Regions from separate parts of the Mus musculus genome. Here all the other regions are linked to region 1. Evidence: chromatin contacts called from public Hi-C and HiChIP or PLAC-seq data. All regions are on one chromosome and are shown on one strand. Each heading gives the region's core, a stretch centred on a gene start, on an enhancer-like site or on the middle of the called end of the contact. The rest is flanking DNA. Distances are from core to core; before and after follow the strand shown.

The links. Hi-C and Micro-C count contacts between places; a contact is called where the count stands out from the background. HiChIP or PLAC-seq counts read pairs in DNA pulled down with a chosen protein or histone mark.
Region 2: a contact with region 1 is called in a Hi-C map of bone marrow-derived macrophages, with 4 times the contacts expected there. The contact joins two enhancer-like sites. A contact is called at or near these places in 11 of 39 promoter capture datasets (the 3T3-L1 cell line, the HPC-7 cell line, cranial neural crest and 7 more), 1 of 15 datasets of contacts at CTCF or cohesin (large pre-B cells), 11 of 484 Hi-C or Micro-C datasets (the 63-12 cell line, the Ba/F3 cell line, the N1E-115 cell line and 7 more), 14 of 115 datasets of contacts at active chromatin or transcription factors (the SCID.adh cell line, bone marrow-derived dendritic cells, bone marrow-derived macrophages and 11 more) and 3 of 9 other capture datasets (adipose tissue, embryonic stem cells and pancreatic islet).
Region 3: an H3K27ac HiChIP or PLAC-seq map of large pre-B cells shows a contact between it and region 1, with 4 times the contacts expected there. The contact joins two enhancer-like sites. A contact is called at or near these places in 18 of 39 promoter capture datasets (the 3T3-L1 cell line, 3T3-L1-derived adipocytes, the C10 cell line and 12 more) and 13 of 115 datasets of contacts at active chromatin or transcription factors (bone marrow-derived macrophages, embryonic basal ganglia, embryonic forebrain and 6 more).

The regions. Positions count from the first base shown.
Region 1 is chr13:99,351,691-99,354,881 of GRCm38.p6, forward strand. The region is part of intron 2 of Mrps27 (mitochondrial ribosomal protein S27); the gene reads left to right. Among named protein-coding and RNA genes, the nearest start is that of Mrps27, 8.5 kb to the left of the region's middle. Within about 2 kb of position 1,636, at least 317 of the 459 cell types and tissues checked have an H3K27ac peak or open chromatin away from gene starts, as enhancers often do. A contact at or near this core is called in bone marrow-derived dendritic cells and bone marrow-derived macrophages, where this site is marked.
Region 2 is chr13:99,971,059-99,974,249 of GRCm38.p6, forward strand. It overlaps Mccc2 (methylcrotonoyl-Coenzyme A carboxylase 2 (beta)), which reads right to left. Exons shown (of 17, transcript NM_030026.2): 8 at 721-785. Among named protein-coding and RNA genes, the nearest start is that of Gm41039, 38 kb to the left of the region's middle. Within about 2 kb of position 1,528, at least 10 of the 459 cell types and tissues checked have an H3K27ac peak or open chromatin away from gene starts, as enhancers often do. A contact at or near this core is called in bone marrow-derived dendritic cells and bone marrow-derived macrophages, where this site is marked.
Region 3 is chr13:99,914,057-99,917,247 of GRCm38.p6, forward strand. No RefSeq gene overlaps it. Among named protein-coding and RNA genes, the nearest start is that of Cartpt, 15 kb to the left of the region's middle. Within about 2 kb of position 1,750, at least 9 of the 459 cell types and tissues checked have an H3K27ac peak or open chromatin away from gene starts, as enhancers often do.

The DNA of each region.
Region 1 (3,191 bases), core at 386-2,885:
TGTTCTAGGCTTAGTAGCTCCCTAGCCTGGACTCAGCCCTCCTTGGGAACTCTTGTTCCTTTTAGTGGTCACTGAGTGGGAGTAGAAACAGGAGCCGGATGTTAGATGCTCTTGACTCTTACCCAGCACCTCTGAGCCCCCTTCATCTGCATGGAGCTTTCCCTGGCCTTGCTGTGCTCTCCATCCCGTGGTTAGAGCTTGGTTCCACAGAGGCAGGGTTCTGTCGGGAGTCACAGCATTGCATGTGATACAACTTCTCTGCCTTCTATCAGAAAGTGCCAGTTATCCAGTCATAGGTGAGAGTCACAGATAATCTACACATACGTAAAGATGCCCTTCAAATTCTGTTATTCTCCCCTTAGAAGCCATGTGCTAGGACAATCCAATAGTAATATAGCAAAGATTGTTCTCATGTGCCATACGTGAATTACCCATAGTGCTGTGAACATATACATAAAGGAAGGATGCATTCTGGGAAAGTTTATTGTTAAAAATTTTCCTAGGTGTGGAGGTATAGTTAGATTATTTACATGGACACAAGTCTAGAGGTCTTTGCCCTGGTTACACGAATAAACACATTGTCAAATGTACGTGTCAACTTGACACAGCTGGAGTTATCACAGAGAAAGGAGCTTCAGTTGAGGAAATGCCTCCATGAGATCCAACTGTACATTTTCTCAATTAGTGATCGAGGGGGAAAGGCCCCTTGTGGGTGGGACCATCTCTGGGCTGGTAGCCTTGGTTCTATAAGAGAGCAGGTTGAGCAAGCCAGGGGAAGCAAGCCAGTAAAGAACATTCCTCCATGGCCTCAGCATCAGCTCCTGCTTTCTGTCCTGCTTGAGTTCCAGTCCTGACTTCCTTGGTGATGAACAACAGTATGGAAGTATAAGCTGAATAAACCCTTTCTTCCCCAAGTGCTTCTTGGTCATGATGTTTATGCAGGAATAGAAACCCTGACTAAGACACCAAAGAATATGATGATAATCTGTGACTGGTAAATATCATGGGGAGCCTATTGTCTCTTCTCTGTTAAGACCAATGCTTGAGTAAATTAACCATTTACTGAACACATCGAGTCATTGCTGCCCCTCTGCCTCCAGTGAGAACTGGTTTCCTACTCTGTCTCCTCTCGTGCCTTCCCTGAGTAGCACGATATGAATTCTGCATCTGGGTGTGTGTCCCAATGCTACCACTTTCAGCTGTCGCTGTCCATGTCTATAGCTATAAATCAGGGATGGGTGATGTCTGCTCTAGTTCCTAAACATTCATCCTAGAAATATGCAGAGTGAATGAGTCCCTGGGTCCCTTGTGTATGTCCCTGTGTATGTTTGATGTGAAGTAAAGTTTGGAATTCAGACTGCCCGGAACTTTTCCATTGTGTAACAGGAAGTAACTGCTACCGCCTCTGTTTCATAGATGCACATTTTTGTGTATGGCATGACTGCGTTGGTAAGGGTTGAGCTCTGATTCTGAGCAGGGAGACTGCTGACTGCTCCAGGTGTTCCTGTGGCTGCATTTCCGTGGGTCGGACAGTAGATGGCAGTGTGGTCCTTGCGAGAAACACCCTTCCATCTGCGCTGGGGCGCAGGCCTATCGGGAAATGTGCGCTCATGTGGAGCGTCGTGATTGGACATCGCGCTGGGAGGGCCGTGAGGTGCTTGGGTCGGGTTCGCTGATTGGAGGAAGGAGGAGGGCCGATATGAGGCATTTGCTCCTGTGGTCCCCATTGGTGCCGCTGCGGGTGTGGCGTCCTTGGTTCCGCCCGCCGTCCCTGGGGAGGGCTGTTTCAAGGGTGCCTAGAGTCCTTGAACATTAAAATGCTACCCCCTATTTTCTTGAAAGCTACTTGTTGCATTGCTTTTGTGCGTTCAAAAAGATGCACAGATCATATGCAGTGAGTTACCAGAAAGTTAGCACACCTGCATAGGAGCTGGAGCATTCTAAACGCGTTGGAGACCGGGATGTGCCTAGCTTTCTTCAGACAGCCGAAATTCTGATTTGCAACACCAGAGGCTGCTTCATAAAAGCACTTTAGCACTTTACACGAGAAAGTGTAAAGCAGGAAAGTAGAGACTGCTGTAAAGAACCCCAGCACCCGCCATCTGCTTTCAGCTGTTATCAGCTTATGTCTGCTCCTCTTCCTAATCCTTTGGACTGTTTTGAAGCTCTCTCTCTCTCTCTCTCTGTGTGTTGTATATTTCAAAAAGATAAGATGTTTTTAAAGCCATTGTTATATATAAAGTAGTCGCATAAATATATGAAATAACCAGCTTCTGCCATTTTTGTTTTTTGAGACCAGGTCACACCTTGTAACCATTGCTAGTCAGGAGGGCCTTGAGCTCAGAGATCCACCTACCTCTGCCTCCCAAGCGCTGGGATTGAGTGTGTGCACCACCACGCCTGCCGGGTTTCTGGTATTTCTTATACACATATTTTTAATGCTCTAAATCTAATGCTCATATTTTTAATGCTCTAATCGAACAAGGACCCAACCGAATCACACAAATACAGTTGTACTTTCTTTTGACTCTTTAATAAATTTTTTTTTTGGGTATAAACATGGGGGTAAAGCAGATTCAACAGTTATTAGTTCGATTTCATCTATAGCCTATACCCCTCCATCAGACTGCTTTTTAAGTCAGTCTATCATCCAATCATTTTATAGCAATTTTGATATGGACCTCCAAAAGATGGCAATTTTTAAAGTAAGCTATAATGCCATCCTTAAACATTGCATGTTCACATTTTGTCATGTCTTAAATATGTTTTCTTCACTTACAGAGGACTTGCATGTCACACTCACATGTCACACTCGAGCAGACACCTTTTGTAGAGCATCTCACACTCTTGATTTGCAGGTTTCGTCTTTCTGCTGGTACTGGATGTGTCTGGTTTTCCATCTGTCCTAGCTGTAAAAAATAATTTGATGATTATTTTGTTTTTGTTTTGTTTTTTGTTTTTCGAGACAGGGTTTCTCTGTATAGCCCTGGCTGTCCTGGAACTCACTTTGTAGAGCAGGCTGGCCTCCAACTTAGAAATCCGCCTGCCTCTGCCTCCCAAGTGCTGGGATTAAAGGCGTGCGCCACCATGCCCGGCTCAGGGCTTGTTTTGCTTGTTGTTATTAATATGGTTTTTACCATGATAGATGGTCTAGCTGGACTTATTTTTGATCAATTTGTTTGTGGTTAGTC
Region 2 (3,191 bases), core at 278-2,777, 620 kb after region 1:
CAAATCCACCTGGATGACAAGATCATGGCTGATAGATACCAAGCATTCGAGTGAGAATGAGAAGAGAATAAGTCAGTGAGAAGCTGCCCCTCAGGCCTCAGGGAAAGCTGAGGTGCTGTGCTTGCCTTGACAACATGTGCACTACAATCGGAAGGCTATAGAGAGGATTAGCTCAGCCCCTGTGCTGACACTGGCTCAGAGGATAAGGGCGCTTTCTCAGTTCCCAGACCCCACATGGTGGCGGTGGTGGTGGGGACTTGACTTTTACATGCTATGCTCTGACCTCCACATGTCATCACAGCATATGCACACTCACATACGTGAGTGCATTCACGTTTGCCTGTTCACAAACACACACTAAGGGTTGTTCATTTGTTTGTTCTTTTTTTTGGTTTTTCAAGACAGGGTTTCTCTGTATAGCCCTGACTATCCTGGAACTCACTTTGTAGACCAGGCTGGCTTCGAACTCAGAAATCCGCCTGCCTCTGCCTCCAGAGTGCAGGGATTAAAGATGTGCGCCACCACGCCCTTGCTCTTAAGCAGCTAACACTCTCACTTGAGACAAAGTTCCACAATCCAAAGAACTGAACCCAGAGCAACCTTCTGGAAACAAACTATGGTGTGACCTGGCAAGATAAGCAGAGGGGAAACAATGGAAAACTTCCTTTAAACAAACACAATGGCCATGGATTCTAAAAGGAAGCAGTGTTCCTGCTTTACCTGCAATGCAGGTCGGCACCTCCGAGATCCTCAGCGGACACCTCTTCACCTGTAGCTGCCTTCACCTACAAGGATAAAAGCCACGGTGAGCCTGGCTCTCGGATAACACTAACAAGCACATTGCTTAAGCTGACCACACCTACATTCTTCCTTCCACAAAGCTGAAGTTCACTGTGCTTTCCCATGCCGCCTCCAGGCAAAGCGAGAGATTATTATCCCCAGTTTACAGAAGGGAAACCTAAACCCAGACTCACTGAGAGCTGCCCACAACTCCTGTACAAATGATGGAGTCTTGGGACTCACCCTTCTCTTCATGATGCTGCCCAGGACACCTTAAACTCTTTGTGTACCGCCATCTCTTACTGTCTGGGATCCCTTTTTTCTTTCACCTACCTGGAGAGCTCCCTCTTGGCCTGCAGGAGTCCTCATGGTGGTGACACCCTATGGTATTAACCATGTAATGCTGGGCAAACTGAGGGTCCGAGAAGAGAATCTAATCTCACTTACACATCTGCATGCTATCTTCTGGTCTGTGTTTCAGTACTCTATGTATTTCTCTCATCAGCTCTACACTGTGGGGTCCTCAGGAGATTCATTCATCTTCAAATACTCAATAACCAGGGCTATAAAATCCAGTTATTTTATCTTTTAAAGTGGGAAAAAAAGATTACCTACATAAGTTACCCAAATCTAAGATCTGACAGGATGGAGCCAAGAAAAGGAAGAAAATCAAGCAATAAATCAAGAATGACTTAAGAAACTAAGAACTATAAGAAACCACAACATGAAAATGAAAGGAGAAGTCATTTAGAGCCAAATGCCAACTTCATCTTGTAGAAGCTGTTTGTTGATTCCTACTTATTGGGCTGACTAATCTGTTTCTTGAGATAAAAATAAAAAGATTTTATTAAAATAACAAGAATTAACCTAAGCTACAGCCCAGGGAAGCTATTCTTCACTGTATCAAAGGCTCTCTTTTTAAATAAAATATCTTTCCACAGAGAGAGGCAATTAAATTTTTCACCTCCAATTATCCCACCCTCAGAAGTTAATTACTGGTTCTCTTTCCCAAAAAAAAAAAAAAAAAAATCAGTGCAAAATGGCTTTCAGTCCAGATAATAACTAATTATAAGAGGTGTCTGAATATTTAAAGTCATAAAAAGAAATAAACAACAGATATACTATATTTATTCTCAGGAATCTGACTAATTTCCAGTGGGGAAAAATAGGCTTGTCATCAGTTCGTATTTGTTAAACGCCCACCACACGCTTGGTGCTGTGAAAGGTTCAGTGACACAAGTCAGGAACAATAAGAGGGTTCATTCTAGTAACAGCGAGTTGGGAAGGTAAAGGGGCCAGGAGAACAGAGTTCTTCCTCACCCTCTTCTTCTTAGTCATCTGCTTCAACCACACTAAGCTGCTTCAACTAACAGGACCTGAACTCCACCCTTCAAAGCCGCTCCCCAGATGCCTACAAACAAGGGTCAGGATACGGAATTCTCAGTGCCTGGCCCTTCAGATTCTTCCTCCCCTAAACATTCGTTTCTCCTGGACCACTGACAGAAGTTCCGATCGAGCGATCGATCGGGAGAACTCCAGGCCACTAAGTGACGGTGAATCTGAATCCGTGGGTAGAGCTCAGTGAACCCTTCTGAAACCCTGGATGCTGCAGCACCAGCACTGCAGGCCATAATTCCTCCCAACAGAAGTTTTCAAACATTGACGCACCTTTCCTGGTAAAGATGTGTGCCCTTCCTAATGCAAAGGTAACCGTGTGAGTACACTTTCCTCTCATGAGCTATTACAAACAGCATGGGGATATGATAACAGATAAGAAAGTTAACATTCAAAATAACATTGGAGTTATTACTACAGTTAAAGTAGCAGCTCCTTCTGGTCTACCTTATCTTCTTAGGAGAATCACTTGGGAGAACACTTACTTTGCATGAAAATGGGTTTCTACAAGTAACCAGCATGCCTTGGGGCCCACCATTGTAAAGCATACATTTCAAAGGCTTTTTTTTTTTTTTTTATAATAATGAGATTGTGCAGTCATCACTACTACCTAATTCCAGAACATTCCATGACTCTCAGAAGAAACTCCATTCAGCATTGGCTATTCCCCCTTCCTCCCTCCCCCTAGACCCTGGTAACCACTATTCTACTTTCTATTCCATGAATTTGGCACCCTTAAATATTTATGAAAGTGACATCACAGTTTTGTGTGTGTCTCACATATTTCCCATCCATGCAGTGAAGACCTATGTCTGAATAATGTTTTAGCACATGTATGTTATGGTTGTATAATTCCTTGGACTTTCTAGTAACTATTAGATTTGGGGGGGGGGGTTTCTGTACACGAGATATTCTGTAGCAAGGCACATGATTTCCTGCTTTGAGATCCAGGACCATAGGATGACCTTAGCATGTAAACAAGTGCATTGCTGAGAACCTTTACTATGGAGTCAGCC
Region 3 (3,191 bases), core at 500-2,999, 560 kb after region 1:
GACACTGTCTAGGACTGTGGGTCCCCAGTATACAGTGCATCAAATGTGAGCCCAGGAAAAACAACGCTTAGATTCACCTGCAGAAAATAGCTCCTGGCTTGAAGTAGAAGCATCCGTGTCAACTGGGAATTTTATGGGACAGACTACAGTATGCTTATGCCCAGTCCCAAAGTGTGGGGCTCCAGGATCTCTGTGGAGGAGGGGGAGTCCTGCTTTTGTACAGGTTCAAATGCTGCCCCAAGTGAGTCTGCTATAAGCTGACTGCTGTAACACCCCAGATAAACACCACTGCTCAAGGAGATTGTCTGGTCATTTCATGAGGGGTATCGGGTAAGCACATGTCACCCTTCAAACGTCTTAAAGGCCAAGTTTGTCTGGGATTCTAATACACTTCTCTTGAAAAAGACAAAGACGCCCATGGCCAAGCCAGTGTAAATAGGTCAAGTCAAGTCACCCTTGGCTTGCCAGAAATTCCCATCATCCCCACATGTAAGTAAACGGTCAGGAATGGCTTTTCCAGGAGTGCCTATCATGTAGTGAAGCCATGCCTCCAAATAAAAGTAAGCCAGCAAATTCTGATGACTGGCTGTCTTCTACTTACTTGGAGCTACTCATTCTGTAGATGGTAAAACAGATCCTTTAAGCAACTGGATCCAGGTCTGAAGCAAACACAAAAAAATGGTTGGGTCTAGCTCATCTGAAAACCAAGTTGTTGTCTTTTCTGATTGTGTGTGGGGCAAGAGTATTGCATGTATGGGTATATATGTACTTGCTCGTGTGTGAGTAGGAGCACCTCTCTCTCTCTCTCTCCATATATGTGTGTGTGTGTGTGTGTGTGTGTGTGTGTCTGTGTCTGTGTCTGTGTCTGTGTCTGTGTCTGTCTGTGTCTGTGTCTGTGTCTGTGTCTGTGTCTGTGTCTGTGTCTGTGTCTGTGTCTGTGTCTGTGTCTGTGTCTGTGTCTGTGTCTGTGTCTGTGAGATCCTCAGGAGTCTCTTACTAGGAATTGGAGCTCAACAATCTGGCTAAACTAGTGAACACCACTAACCTTTCCCAGGGACAGGAACCAGGGAGAGGGGAGAAAGGGGGCAAGGAAGAAGGGGAGGGGGGTTTGTTCCAGAGTGAAACAAAGGACTGGCTCTACATAGAGAAGAGACAGACATGGCCCATAAGAAAATGGTGGTTTCTAGAAAGGTACAGGGGGAAACCTGGTGTTAGGATGAGGTGTTTAATCTTAATTGGGCATTAGGCATGTTAATTAGTTGAGCCAAGGGGGGCTTTTGATGGTTGGACTTTAATACTTCAATTGCCAGACCAGGGGAGTCAGCCTCAGGAGGAGGAATTGGCCAAATAAGGGAATAGACTTTGGCTAGCTTGGGAATGTGATCTAATGGTTTTTAGCAAGGTAGAGGGAATGGGCAGGAAAGGCACGGCTTGCCAGAGCCATACTCACCAAGCTCAGGACAGCTAGAGCCCCCTTCAAGTGCTGTAAAACAAAACAAAACAAAACTTCCTGGTGATCAAGAACCGCATTGATCCTTGGAATTCTAAGTTGTTCTCCAGGGTTTGGCAGGTTGCATTTCTCAGTGTGAACATCAACTTTCTGAGCATTCAACAGGTCTGGCTGTTTTAAGTGAAAGGTTTTCAGTTTTGGACTATGATCTGCCTGGTTGCCCATCAGAGATCAAGCTCCTGGATAGGCAGGAGAGCCCTTTCAAGGGCTACAGTTGGAGGAAGAAAAAAGATCACAGCCTGTGTGACATATACCCCGCCATGCCTGACTGAGGAGAGACGCCTGAGGAAACACAGCTGTGGACACCCACAGAGCTTTATGCTCAAATACAAATATCATTTTCTGCCATCTGCACCCTTGGCCATGGTGGCCCTGGTTGAAGGCATTGCTGGTAGACATGGCCTTTACCCGGTGCCCCGTCATGTGGGATAGACTGGTAAGTCTAGCTTTGCCCACGGCAGCCATCAGAGACCCACAATCTCTCCCAGCATGTGCTGATAAAATTTCTTAGCTGAGAATGAAAACAACAAGTAAACAAGGCTTCAAACGAAGCTGTCAAGTCGCTTCATTTCCTATTATGTGTTTTTATTTCTGAAGGAAGAATATGCACAGGACAGTACAGAGCTTCTAAACACCATTACTTGTTTCCTAAAAATTTTTCCAGTTTCTCACAGAAGAATTCTGACACTCTCAACGCATTTCAGAGGAAATCTGTTTTGTCCTCATCTACTCTCTCCCCACCTAGAACTCTGTAAACATACTTCTTAGCTCTGCAGGCCCAGATAGGAAAAGGGAGAAAGATTCATCGACATGTGAACATCAAGAGTGGGCTGGGAGGAAAACAGACAGTAGTGGCTCCTTGCAAAACCTCTGCAGCCCGCTGTCTGGTACCAAGGTCCGAAGCCAGGAGCACTATTTAGGGGGAACCCTAAAGTGGAAGATCCTAATTTGGCTGCAGAGTAAAGCTGCCTGGAACCTTTTTTAAAAAATAGCAATTTGGGCCTCATCCTTACAAATCCTGACCTACTTGGCGCAGGGTGGTAGCCAGGGAAGGGGTGGGGGTGCGGGGGGTAGTTGAAAGTTCCCTGGATGGAAGCTGGGAGGTTTGGATGGAAGCTGGGAGGTTTGTTTGTTTGTCTTGTTTGTGTTTTTGTTTGCTTTCTCGGTGAGCATGATCCTTCTGGGGCCTACCCAGGAAACGCTGGCTGGGCACTTGGGTCAGTTAGCTTCCTTTTAGCTTAGGGGTTACACACAAACTCAGATGCCTCCAAACACCAGCAAGGGCAGTGGAGGTGAGGGGGTCCAGAGCCAACAGAGAGAGCTAAGACTCAGACTATTCAAAAGATGACAGAAATTTGGATTTTCATACGAAGCTTTCCAGTTTTTAGAAGGTTGACATCAGATGTGATACCCTTTGAAAGTGCAGAGCAGAGCCTTGGTTCTCGGCGTTTCCATCACTGGGTCCCCGGGAGACCAAGGAAAACAGGCAAGAGCGAGGAATGAATGAACACATCTGCAAAGCTGGCCGTGGCATCTGGCAAACACTGTGCCCCACCAGCCCCAGAGCCACAGGGGAGGGGCCTTGGGACCAATTCTCAACTTCTCATCTGCATGGATCATTCATTGATCTTCCCCGAACTTTGGTTGCTGGGTGGGTGGAGTCACAGCCCCATGCCTGAGA